Regions from separate parts of the Ovis aries genome. Here region 2 is linked to region 1. A link is a contact called in public Hi-C data. All regions are on one chromosome and are shown on one strand. Each heading gives the region's core, a stretch centred on a gene start, on an enhancer-like site or on the middle of the called end of the contact. The rest is flanking DNA. Distances are from core to core; before and after follow the strand shown. Region 1 overlaps DNAJB4 (DnaJ heat shock protein family (Hsp40) member B4). Region 2 overlaps GIPC2 (GIPC PDZ domain containing family member 2).

Region 1 (3,209 bases), core at 480-2,979:
AAGCCTGTCATCAACTATACAGTCAACTTTTCACTACGTACATTTTGATTGCTCATGGAAAATTTTAGTATGCAGCTAGACTACCTATGCTATCCAAAATTTTTTCTAAACACCATCATCACTTCGTGTGAGCAAGAAATGTACCCCAGAGTCAACATTTACTTATGTTGTACCAAGACTGCTATTATTTAAAACACAAGCAACCAACCAATTTGCAAAAAAAAAAAAATTATGTGTCTGGGATATTATTCATAACAATGATATCCATTTAATTAGTTGATTAAAGTTTATTAAAAGCAGCAGCGCTGGAGAAAAATTAGGACTTCAAGGAAAAAAATTATATGACTTTAATAACTTCTTTTAAGGAGATCTAATATGTAAAACTGGAGAAGGCAATGGCACCCCACTCCAGTACTCTTGCCTGGAAAATCCCATGGACGGAGGAGCCTGGTAGGCTGCATTCCATAGGGTCGCTAAGAGTTGGACATGACTGAGCGACCTCACTTTCACTTTTCACTTTCATGCATTGGAGAAGGAAATGGCAACCCACTCCAGTGTTCTTGCCTGGAGAATCCCAGGGACGGGGGAGCCTGGTGGGCTGCCATCTATGGGGTCGCACAGAGTTGGACACGACTGAAGCGACTTAGCAGCAGCAGCAGCAATATGTAAAAATCCAAATTTATAACAACACTTAGAGTTAACTAGCACAATGAGATTCTTTAAAGTTTTGATTCATAGAAATCCAATTTACTTTTTTAAATATATAGTAGATTGTTAATTAACTATATAAAGAACAGAAGCAGCAAACTAGTATAAAGATTAATAGCTAGTATAAAGATTAATGTACTAAACACAGATTTGATTATATAAATACTATCTTTAAGTATTTAAATTTTAAGTTATTGAGTGAAACATAAACAATAAAAAAAGGAAGATATGAAGAGAAAGAAATGTTAGAAAACTAGGCTACTATAAGGATGTGTTACTGAAAATCTGTTTTTAAGTCTTTTAATATGAAATTCTGTTGACATTCACAGAACAATTCAGAACTAAACCTAAAACTTTGGAGGAGAAATTAGATCAAAATCCAATTTCAAGTTTCAGTAGTCCTGTTTTTTGTTTTCAAATTATTCAACTATGGAGAAATGTCTCTATTATAAAACAATTTTATTTATTCCATACTATAAAAGTAACCCATTGTAAATATACCATTGGTCTTAGTCAAGTTATAGAACTGTGCACCCATCACCACAATCCAGTTATAAAACATTTCCATCAACCCAAAGAGTATTTTCATTTCTATTTGGAGTTAATCCTTGCTACCCCCTCTAGCTCTAGGCAACCACTGATCTATTTTGTCTATAAATTTGCCTTTTCCATGCATTTTATATAAATGGAATAATAGAATATGTAGTCATTTACATATGACTTCTAATGTTTGAGGTTATTTCATTTACAAAGCATGTTTTATTAACTCAGTCCTTTTAATTGCTAAGTTGTGTGTGTGTATACATATATACCACACTTCATTTATCCATTTACTAAAAGATGATGGCTTTCGGATATTTTCATTTGGGGCCATCACAAATGATGCTGCTATGAATACTCACGTACATGTCTTTGTGTGGACCTGTATTTTCATTTCTCTTTTATAGATTCCCAGGAGTGGAAATGCTGGGTCATATGGTAAATTTAAAACATCTCTTTTTTTATCTAGCTTTTTTAAAACCCAGCATTTAAAACTGTGGATATTAGACATTTTAAAAACACAAATATACTGGGATCACTGGCTCTCTTAAGTCCTAAATATATAAATTTAGCATGTTTAACTCATACAATTCTCAGTTCATGGTTTATTCCCACAGCTTCAGGTTGTAAAAGAGAATATAATAATTCAGGGGGAAAAGTGTACCAGGTAAATTAGCGTTTTGTTACTTCTAGAGAAACACAGAGGGCTATGCAACCAGGCCTGCAAGCATAAACAAATCAATGACAGGCAAAGAAACACAAATATTTTTCCACGTTTTAACAGTATACTTAATGAGATATTCTGAATAAAGGATAAATAATTATAATGCTTTTCTGTAAAGAATAATTTCTAAAACATAATAAAATAACTTTCATTTTAACTGTATTTTAAAGTAATATAAGTAGAAAATAGTATTTCTGAATAATATATTTCAATGCTTTAAAAAACTTATTCTTCCCTCACTATTACTTCTATTGCTTATATCAATTATCTAAAAGATTTGGGGTACATAGATGATCCTGTTTTAGTTTTTTAAAAATTCACTTCACTGATGACGCTCAGTAAAAATCAAACTGGAGGAATATAACTCAAGAAAAACACTATTAAGAGGTAATGTTAGGCCGAGAAAAATGTATCATTTGGTGACATGAAAATTCTGAAGATAAATATCCTTAGAAACACTGAATCTTATGGTTTAGTTATAGACAGATTTGGGCTGTTAGTGAGGTGTGGATTAAATCAATGGATATTTGCTTTTTCATGGGAATTCATAGTGTTATACCGTGTTTATAGATTTATTTACAAAATAACTTCAGAAAGAGTAGTATATAGCTAGTAGTATCTGAGAATCCTGCTTAGCTTTTGAGATGAAAGAAATCATAGTATTTTGAGTACGGCCATAAGGAACCAGCAGGACTGAACTGCCCACTACTTGCTTTTTTCAATCTTTACTTTGCAGGAACCTGACACCGCAGGTCCTCATAGCAGCAGAAACTGCAATTTGGGGCAACTCAGATCAAAAAGAAAAAGCATAACAAGAAAAAAAAACCAAAAACCTCTATACAATTACCCTAGATTTAACTTTTTAACTCAAAATACACAGTTACCACTTCAGTGTATTTTAAGATAGATTTTTAATTAGGGAAATTTAACATTAAATGCAATAAAGCAAAAAAAAAGTTTCATAACTACAGTGAATGATTTTAAAATAATATTTGGGGAAAAAATTAGTAATAACTTAATCCTGATATAAAAAGTTGAAATTATAGAACTTGTAAAAATTAAAATGTTCTTGTTGCTGTTAATTAGCAATTTTAAATCGTCTTACTTTACAGCTACATTTATATGGTGATGATGGACAATTTAAAATCCAGAATGATAAAAGGATAATCTTATATTTTACTCCCATTTACTGTATTCAACTAGTTTCAGATCTCACAATCCAAGAAACAAAAGTGTG
Region 2 (3,098 bases), core at 251-2,750, 95 kb before region 1:
AAAGAAAAGTTTTGTTTTTTTAATGTTTGTAAATATTGTTAATCTGGCTTACTTCTAGGGCACTGGCCCATCTAAGCTTCTCAGACCACCCAGGCCGAGCCCTAAATCTGCCATTTCACTCCTCATGAATGGATGTGCTTAAGGCCTCTCTTGGGGATGAGCGACGGGAGGAATGCAGTTCACACAGGAGACGCTGGAAATCAGTCTGCAGCTCCAAGGATTCACTAGACTCCGGGCTCCCCCACCCCCACCCCATGTCACCCAGAGCACAGGACACTCACAGCTCAAGGGTGCACAGCAGGCTCCCACAGCTGAGATGGATGTCACCAGGAAGCAGACGTCTCAACTCCCAACCCTTTTGTGGCAATTGTGTCTATTACTCTAATTATGTAATTTAATTTAAAACTATATGAACTGATGAAAGAAGTGCAAAACAAAAGAGTTATTATTACTAGGAAAACTAGGTTAACTGCTTTGGAAAGACTCCATAAAGGCGAGTTGCGGGGGGGGGCGGCGGCGGGGGTAAAGGTGTGTGCAAGATGACACTAGGAGATTAGGAAAATATCTTTAAACTTCCAGCATTTCACATATCTGGGTTTTAGATATGAAACAGAACCCATAGATGTGTATTACCATTCTGATCACTAAAGAAAGACTTAATAGAACTCCAATTTGTGTCCTCTCAGAGTTTTTTACATCTGAAGAGTAGGGAAAGAATGAAGATTTATGTTTTCAATAAAATGCTTATACCTACTTGTAATTTTTTATGATACCATTTTAACTGGCATTGTCAGTAAACAGCCCGGCCCCTGCTACATCATGACATTTAGGGAGAGATGGGGGAATAGAGGAGATGTCTGTCTCTGGTCCCACCCTGAGCCCCAGGGCAAGAGGAGAGCTGACATCAGCCAAGGCCCACAGAGAACAAGCACACCAAGCTTAGCTCCCCAACCCACACACAGGGCGAGTGTGGGGAGGTGGGGCATTCTTCTGCTTTTGCACAGAACTACATCTTGTTCTGTTCCCTTAAGGGCCTGAATTGGCCTGGAGTACAATTCAGAGTAGGCTCAGAGCCCTGATGTCCCTAAGAGGAGGGTACGTACAGACACAGTTGTATCCAACAAGAGATGGACTTCATAATCAGAGACTCTGAGTTAAAACACAGCTACCCATTTACAAATTCTGTGAAGTTAGGAATAAGTTCTCATCTGTAGGGATTCCCTTATAGCTCAGTCAGTAAAGAATCTGCCTGCCATGCCGGAGACCCCAGGTTCAATTCTTGAGTCAGAAAGATCCCCCAAAAAGGGAATGGCTACCCACTCCAGTATTCTTGCCTGGGAAATCTCATGGACAGAGGAGCCTAGCAGGCTACGGTCCATGGGTTCAGAAGAGTCAGACACAACTTAGCATCTAAACCACCACACCTCATCTGCATGTGCACTGAGAACACCAGCTAGATAGAATGCTGTCTAACGCGTTCAGAGGGCTGCCGGGTGAAAGGTGCCACGCCCAGCGGTCCGACTCTCACACTGGGGCGGCTGCTGCTGCACTTGCTTCTGCTGACACATCCACCCTGGAAAGAGAGCCATCTGCTCTTCCCACACCCTCTCCCACAAAACCATTTGCATTGCTTTGCTCGGGACGAGAAACATGCTAAAGTCTCTCTTTGAATGTTCAGAAAGCTATCACTTCAAATACAAAGGTCTCCTTTTCATTCTATTTCCTGTAGAACTGTGATTTTTCTCCCTTCCATTTACAGAAGGGTACAAACAAAAGATGATCCACTACTCTACTCAGATTCTCCAAAGTGGCCCAACTGAATTTAAGCCAAGCCCCTCAGGGGAGCACGGAGCAGTGAGGGCCCTCCAGTGTCCATCTCACTGGACCCTCAATCCCCACTCAAAACATCTCTTGTTAGAGTTACATGACACCATGTGGTCAAGTGAGCAGACATATCAACACTCCATCCTGGAAGAGGAAATGTACAGCCTCTTCCTCTAACCACCTGTATAGGTGAACTAAGCTACTTTACCAGATTCACTAATGCATTTCTATAATTTCCAGCTCTGGAGTTACACAGCAACAAAACAGCAGCCAGATGGCAACTCAGGACTTGCAAGACTTTGCAAGTTGTATGTGCCAATGACCTTCAGCATTGCAGGCCCAGAAAGGCTTTTTTCCAGTGTTCCCAGAGCTGACCTGAGTCTTAGGGATTGACTCATATTAACCAGATTCACAAGAACAGATGTCATCACATCACTGTATTAATCATAGGGTCCAAGTGGGCTCCCGTGCTGCCCTCTCATGAGCCAGAAACTTCCTGGGCAAAATGTGTAAGCAAAGACCCAGCCATGAAGGTCCAAGACAGCAAGGCTAAGGGAGGAAAGAGAAGGCAGTGTGCCCCAGACCCCGGGTTCCAAGACTCTAAAAGCAAACAATGGACAGTTGATGTTTTAGAGTCCCTCCCAACTGCGTGACTCTCAGTTTATCAGGCCTCTACCCCTCTTGGGAATAAATCACTTGAAATTTTTTTCCTACTGGGTACCTAAGAAGTTTCAGTGAGCATGGCTGACACCGGGGAAAAGGACATGAGCACAGAGGATAATTCTTATGCGCCAAGGCTGTCAACAGGTAGCTCAGTGGCCCGTGGTCCCAGGCATATTTGCGGAGTGTGCAGTGTTTTCAGACTTTTTAAACTAATTGCCAACTTTTAAAAGTTGGTGATTTCTCATCAAAAATCAAAAGTTAAGTTTCTCTTGGAGGTTGACACATGCCTACAAAACAATAATAACTAGAGTTGACAACTTTACTTTGGGGTCTGCAGCTCTCTGCCCTCCTCTTCAGACACTTGGGCTTCCCTGGTGGCTCAGCTGGTAAAGAAACCATCTGCAATGCGGGAGACCTGGGTTCGACCTGTGCGTTGACAAGATCCCCTGGAGAAGGAAAAGGCTACCCACTCCAGTATTCTGGCCTGGGGGATTCCATGGGCTCTATAGTCCATGGGATCGCAAAGAGTCGGACACAACTGAGCAACTTTCAATTTCAATTTCAAATTTCATCAAGATATAGAGTTTCTCATTACATATGATTATGAAGCA

The links. A called contact is a pair of places that touch in the nucleus more often than the background predicts.
Region 2: a contact with region 1 is called in a Hi-C map of tail adipose tissue, with 4 times the contacts expected there. The contact joins two enhancer-like sites. A contact is called at or near these places in 3 of 16 Hi-C or Micro-C datasets (mesenteric adipose tissue, skin fibroblasts and tail adipose tissue).

Annotation. Positions count from the first base shown.
Region 1 is chr1:54,450,546-54,453,754 of ARS-UI_Ramb_v3.0, reverse strand. All of the region lies in intron 1 of DNAJB4 (DnaJ heat shock protein family (Hsp40) member B4), which reads right to left. Among named protein-coding and RNA genes, the nearest start is that of DNAJB4, 35 kb to the right of the region's middle. Within about 2 kb of position 1,729, at least 4 of the 54 cell types and tissues checked have an H3K27ac peak or open chromatin away from gene starts, as enhancers often do.
Region 2 is chr1:54,545,058-54,548,155 of ARS-UI_Ramb_v3.0, reverse strand. The region is part of intron 3 of GIPC2 (GIPC PDZ domain containing family member 2); the gene reads right to left. Among named protein-coding and RNA genes, the nearest start is that of TRNAG-CCC, 44 kb to the right of the region's middle. Within about 2 kb of position 1,500, at least 13 of the 54 cell types and tissues checked have an H3K27ac peak or open chromatin away from gene starts, as enhancers often do.